Linked DNA regions of Anas platyrhynchos: region 1 is linked to region 2. Evidence: chromatin contacts called from public Hi-C data. All regions are on one chromosome and are shown on one strand. Each heading gives the region's core, a stretch centred on a gene start, on an enhancer-like site or on the middle of the called end of the contact. The rest is flanking DNA. Distances are from core to core; before and after follow the strand shown. Region 1 overlaps SNX30 (sorting nexin family member 30). Region 2 holds the start of INIP (INTS3 and NABP interacting protein).

Region 1 (2,700 bases), core at 35-2,534, 40 kb after region 2:
ATGATGCAAGAGGCATTGAGAATTTAGTAGATTGTAAACTGTGCAAAATCCTCTTTTGGGGGAGGAGGGAAGTAGGGGAGGAAGAAAGATCTCTTGCACAGAAGCTTGCAAATTTATTGACCTCTTTTTTTTCCCTCCTTGTCTGTACCTTCTGTGCTGTTTGTACTTCTTGCTTCCAAAGTTAAGGGTGAAGATTTTGTTCTTGTTTGTCCTTGGTCAACAATTTCATGCTCATCTTTTGCATAAAGCATCCAGGAACTGTGTAATTTTCTTTGGCTGTCTTTTGAACTGCATTTTAAACAAGACCAGGGTGACTTGCAGTCATGCTTGGATTTGACCTGATAAGTGAGGAGAGCTGTGAAAGCACATCTCCCCAGTGTTACATTACATTAGCTTGCTCAATTTGACACTTAATTTGAGCTCACTTCAGGCTACTGCTCTGCTTGGTAGTAATGTGAGACTCAATCTCAAGTTCCCTTTTCTTTTCCTCCATTTATGGTGAACTTTACCACTAAAGGAAGTCCAAAATGCAGACCTTGCGTTGATGATTAAGTATCAGATAAATTTGTTCTGTTTTAAAGCTGTCAAAGCACGATGCAACTTTCTTAGCTGTTTAGTTTTCTTCCATCACCCTTCCACCCCCATGAAATGAATGATAAAAGCTTTATCCTTAGCCCGGGGCAGTGTTTGCATTAAAAATGCGGAGTGTCTAGGGAGGCTGAGGGGAAAAAAAAAAAAAGACACGTACTCTCCTGGCTGTCTTTAGTGTTGGTACATTCTTTATTTTAACAATGAGAAATCAGTTCAGTCTATTAGGACGTTAGAATTTAGTTATTGCATAAAGTCACGAGACCACCTCTTGGCTGAAAAAGGAAAACGCCCTTTCTTTGAGTTCCCTGTTTGGACTAGTAAGATGCCAGAGTACTTGAGAGAATGAGTGAATAATTTTGGTTTAAAGGGACTTTTTCTGATGCCTACTTACAGATAATGTGTAGAACAGACAGAAGGCAAGAGTCAAGGAACCACTCAATTTTAACGCAAACATAATTCAAAATGATTGATTGTACCTCCTAAGATGTCAGGTTCTCTTAACCAGACTTAGGCTTATATAAGTACTTGGAAAGAACAGCATATTGCATGTGTTGAAGCTGGCATTTGTATTTTTTTTTTAAGAACACTTAAGCCTTAGGTCTGGTCTATGCTTCCATATATTTATTCTTGACCTCTGTGGGTCTGCTTGACTTGAAAAATCCCTTCCTCATGCTGTTTATAGCTCTTAGGCTTGTGTTGAGATGTTGAATAGTGACCCCTGCTGGAAAGAGTAAAATGCAAAATGGATAGTATCTGGTCTAACTGAAAACATTTTTTCTGACATGCTGTCAAGGTGAAATCCCCCAAAGATTGCTGATAAACAAGCATGTTAACATAGGTTTCCTGAATGTTGATTTATGCAAATCTGTAAAGTGTTAGCAAGGAAGCTTAAGCTGTCTGTGCAGGCAATATGGCTACATCTAAGATTGTGTGAGCTGCAGGGTCTTGTTGAAAAGCTGTACTAGTCTCCTCATGCTGTGCTATTTCTCTGTACTGTCTTCCCTTACCTCCTGTCTGACCACACAGCTAGCCTGAAGAGGCTGCTGAGCAAATAGACATACAGTTTGTAGCTCTGTACGAGGCTATCAGAACCAACTGATACAAGTGCATAGCACTAGTATTGTACGACGTGACTTAAAAGTATGTCATTGTGGTGGTTTCACACCACTGGACAGCTAAGCAACATTGTGTGACTTTCTCATTCTTCCTCTGTAGCAGAACAGAGAGGAAAATATGGTGAAAAAATCTCTTGACTTGAGATAAGGACAGGGAGATCACTCACCAATTACCATCATGGGCAGAACAGACTCGGCATAGGGGAGACGAATGTAATTTATTGCCTATTAATAACAGACTAGAGCAGTGAGAACTAAAAGCAAAGCAAACATACCTTTTCCCCATCCACGTTTTTCTACCTTCTCCCTCTGAGCAGTGCAGGGCAATGGGGGCTGCAGTCAGTCCCTGACACTTCATCTCCGCCACTCCTTCACAGTCCCTCTCTGCCCCTGCTCCCTGTGAGGTCCCTCCCATGAGATGCCATCCTTCCCGAACTGAGCCTGCGGGGGCTGCCCACAGGCAGCAGCTCTTCAGGAACTGCACCCACACGGCTCCGTCCCACGGGGTCCATCCATCCCCCAGGAGCAAACTGCTCCAGCACCGGTCCCCCACGGGTGGGTGCCAGCTCCCCCCAGACCCCCTGCTCCTGCGTGGGCTCCTCTCCACGGGCTGCAGCTCCGGCCCGGGGCCTGCTCCTGCGGGGGCTCTCCATGGGCCGCAGCCTCCTCCAGGCCACATCCACCTGCTCCACCAGGGGCTCCTCCACCCATGGGGGGGCTGCAGCATGGAGATCTGCTCCATGTGGGACCCATGGGCTACAGGGGGACAGCCTGCTCCACCAGGGACTTCTCCCTGCACAGCTCACAGGGGAACTGCTGCTGCCTGCCTGGAGCACCTCCTGCCCTCCTTCTCCTTCATCAAACTTGTCTTCAAGGCTGTTTCTCTTGCACTTTAGCACTCCTCTCTCCCAGCTGCTGATCTGCAGCATTTTTTTTTCTCTTTCTTAAACATGCTCTCACAGAGGTGCAGTCATTGATTCAACTTTGGTCAGTG
Region 2 (2,700 bases), core at 34-2,533:
ATGTGCAGAATCGCTTTGTGGGAATCACCGTGATGATTTTGTTGGGCTTCTCCTCTTAGGCTACCTTGCTGTCCACCCCTTCCCGGGGCCTTGCTGCTGCCACAGCCGGGACTCGCGGCTGCTCCTCGCCACAGGACGGTCGGTGCTTGGTGTTTTAATTGCAAGCAGCCCTCAGGAAGTGGTCGAGGGATGGGTGTGAAGGGATGACCAGAGGCTCAGCTCTCCCGGCGCCCTCATGGTCTCCTCACAACCCCTTCACGCACGCCTCCTCTCGGGGCGCTTGCTCTCACCTCGCTGCTCTCCATCCCTGCCCTTCTTCCTTCACTTTTATTATATATTTTTTTATTTTTTTTTGCTCTTTCTACCCACACAACTCATGGTTTTGGGTAGCCTCGCTGTCTCCCTTGCCTTCCCCCACACCTGAGGCAAAACCTACCGGGTCCCGAGGGGTTCGCTGCCATCCTCAGCTCCCAGCCTGACCTCCGTCCGGCCGCTTAACCCCACGGATCTCTGAAATCAGAAAATAAAACACAAAAAGAGGCAGAACGCGGGGTTTACCCCTGTATAAGTGCGCATTTCTTTTTATTCAGACACGGATTTTTGCTCTCTCAGGCGCGCCTCAGCTGCGGGCAGGCAGAGCCCTGACACCGAGACGCTGCTGAACTGCCCCCAGTTTTTATTTTATTTTATTATTATTTTTAAGCAGAAACGACATGAGCCGTGGCCTATTTGCTTATTTATTTATTTATTATTTATTTATTTATTCCATTTTGGATCCTTTTATCCACGTTTTATGAATAACCACCCCTTTATGAAGGCCACCCCTGGGTGGGGGGGGGCACCCCTGAGGGAGGAGGGAGGGAGGAAGGGAGGGAGGGAGGGGGACAGCCCCCCGCCCCCCCCCCCTTAGGCAGGAATGGACTCGCCCTCTCAGCCCTATTTCCCCCCCCCCCCCCCCCGGTGGGGAATGGTCTCTCCCGCTCGCCTCCCCCCCCGCACTGCGCGAAATGGTTTCTCCCGCCCACATCTTCCCCCCCCCCCCCCCCCGCCACGGGAATGGGCTCGCCCGGCCCGGCCCGGTTCGGTTCGGTGCCACCCGCGGGAGGGCCCCGGCGCCGTTCCGTCCCCCCCCGCCCCCTCCGGGTCCCCTCCCGGTCCCCTCCCGGCCACCTCCATCCCCGTCCCCCCCCCTCCGGTAACTCACGGTGCGCGCTGCCCGCTCATGACGTCACGCTCCCTTGGCGGGCGGTACGGGAAAGCGTCATGATGGACAGGTCGCGCTGGCCAATCAGCTTCAAGCGCGGCGGGAGGGCCCGCCCCCCTGCCTAACCAAGGCAACGGGGCGGGGACCGGGCCTACCTCGGGCCTGGCCCGGCCGCGGGGCCTCAACGCAGGCCTCTGGGTTGTCAATAAGGCAGTCACACAGCCTGTTGTGGTGTTAAATACAGGATTATTATTTTAAAGGCAGTAAATTTTCATAAAATAAAGGGTTTTTTTTGTTTGTTTTTTTTTTTTTTTAAGTCCTATGGGAAATAAAAGTATATAAAGTCATCTGTCGTTGTTCCTGGTGTTGTATCAAGGGGTCTCCTTCATAGCGAGATTTTGGGTCTTGATGCTGCAAAATAAAGTTTGTTTATTTTATTTTTTGTTTCTTTGTTTGTTTTTCTTAACCATATTTGAAATAAAAATACACAAAGTCATTTGTCGTCGTTTCGGGTGTTATTTCAAGGGGTATCCTTAATACTAAGATTTTGGGTCTTAATGCTGTGAAATAAAGTTATTGTTTGTTTTTTAACCGTATTGGAAATAAAAATACATAAATTAATTTGTCGTTGTTTTCTGGTGTTATTTCAAGGGGTCTCCGTAATACCGAGATTTGGGGTCTTGATTGTGCGAAATAAAGTTGTGCGATTTTTTTTTTTTTAAGCATATTGGACATAAAAATATATATATAAAGTCAGCTGTCATTGTTTCTGGTGTTATTTCATGTGGTCTCTTTAAAACTGAGATTTTGGGTATCGAGGGTGTGAGTTGGGGGGTTTGTATTGGGCATCCTGACCCACCGCGGGGGATCTCAGACCCGGTATCGCGTCTCACACACCACAAGCCTTTAAAATGCATCTGCTGCCTCTCCCAGCAAGTCTGACTGACTTAAAAGACAGTTTCCAGGCTAAAAGTGGAACGAGGGCTTATTAAAATCAGAGTTGTTTTAGTTAGGGTGGAATTACTCATATTGGTAGGAATGTAGGGAGGGTGCCTGCCAAATGCCACGCTGTTCCATTATCTGGACAACCAGATATATACTTAATTGTCAAAGAGAAATTACATTTTTTTTTAGAAAAAAAAAAAATCTGCTGCGGCCAGCTGCAGCAGATGATGTGGAAATAACATTTCAGGGGAGTGTACAGAATGTATAAAAATCCTGTTGGTATCTGCAACATTCATTGGACCTAAAATAGTACATTTTTCATGTATTGTGTATGCAAATTCTGAGAGAGCGAATGTCCTTATGACCAAGTATACTGCCTGGCTGTACACGCGTTCATACTTTTCAAAGCCTTGCTAAGAGTGAAAATGTTAAACCTGGACAAGTTAGAGAGATGTCTAGAGACTTGTAATTTCCACATTTAGAATCTGGCTACCCGGACTGTTTGCCTGGTAAAGCCAGTCTCTGTATGTTTGTGTCTTAATGAAACCCCA

What was found. Hi-C and Micro-C count contacts between places; a contact is called where the count stands out from the background.
Region 1: a Hi-C map of subcutaneous adipose tissue shows a contact between it and region 2, with 3 times the contacts expected there. The contact joins the enhancer-like site here to the promoter of INIP in region 2. A contact is called at or near these places in 4 of 8 Hi-C or Micro-C datasets (F5 follicle, liver, skeletal muscle and 1 more).

Annotation. Positions count from the first base shown.
Region 1 is chrZ:75,582,362-75,585,061 of IASCAAS_PekinDuck_T2T, forward strand. All of the region lies in intron 4 of SNX30 (sorting nexin family member 30), which reads left to right. Among named protein-coding and RNA genes, the nearest start is that of SNX30, 32 kb to the left of the region's middle. Within about 2 kb of position 1,285, at least 1 of the 8 cell types and tissues checked has an H3K27ac peak or open chromatin away from gene starts, as enhancers often do. A contact at or near this core is called in subcutaneous adipose tissue, where this site is marked.
Region 2 is chrZ:75,542,207-75,544,906 of IASCAAS_PekinDuck_T2T, forward strand. It overlaps INIP (INTS3 and NABP interacting protein), which reads right to left and starts at 1,284. Exons shown (of 5, transcript XM_027446578.3): 1 at 1,205-1,284; 2 at 437-510. The coding sequence starts at 461.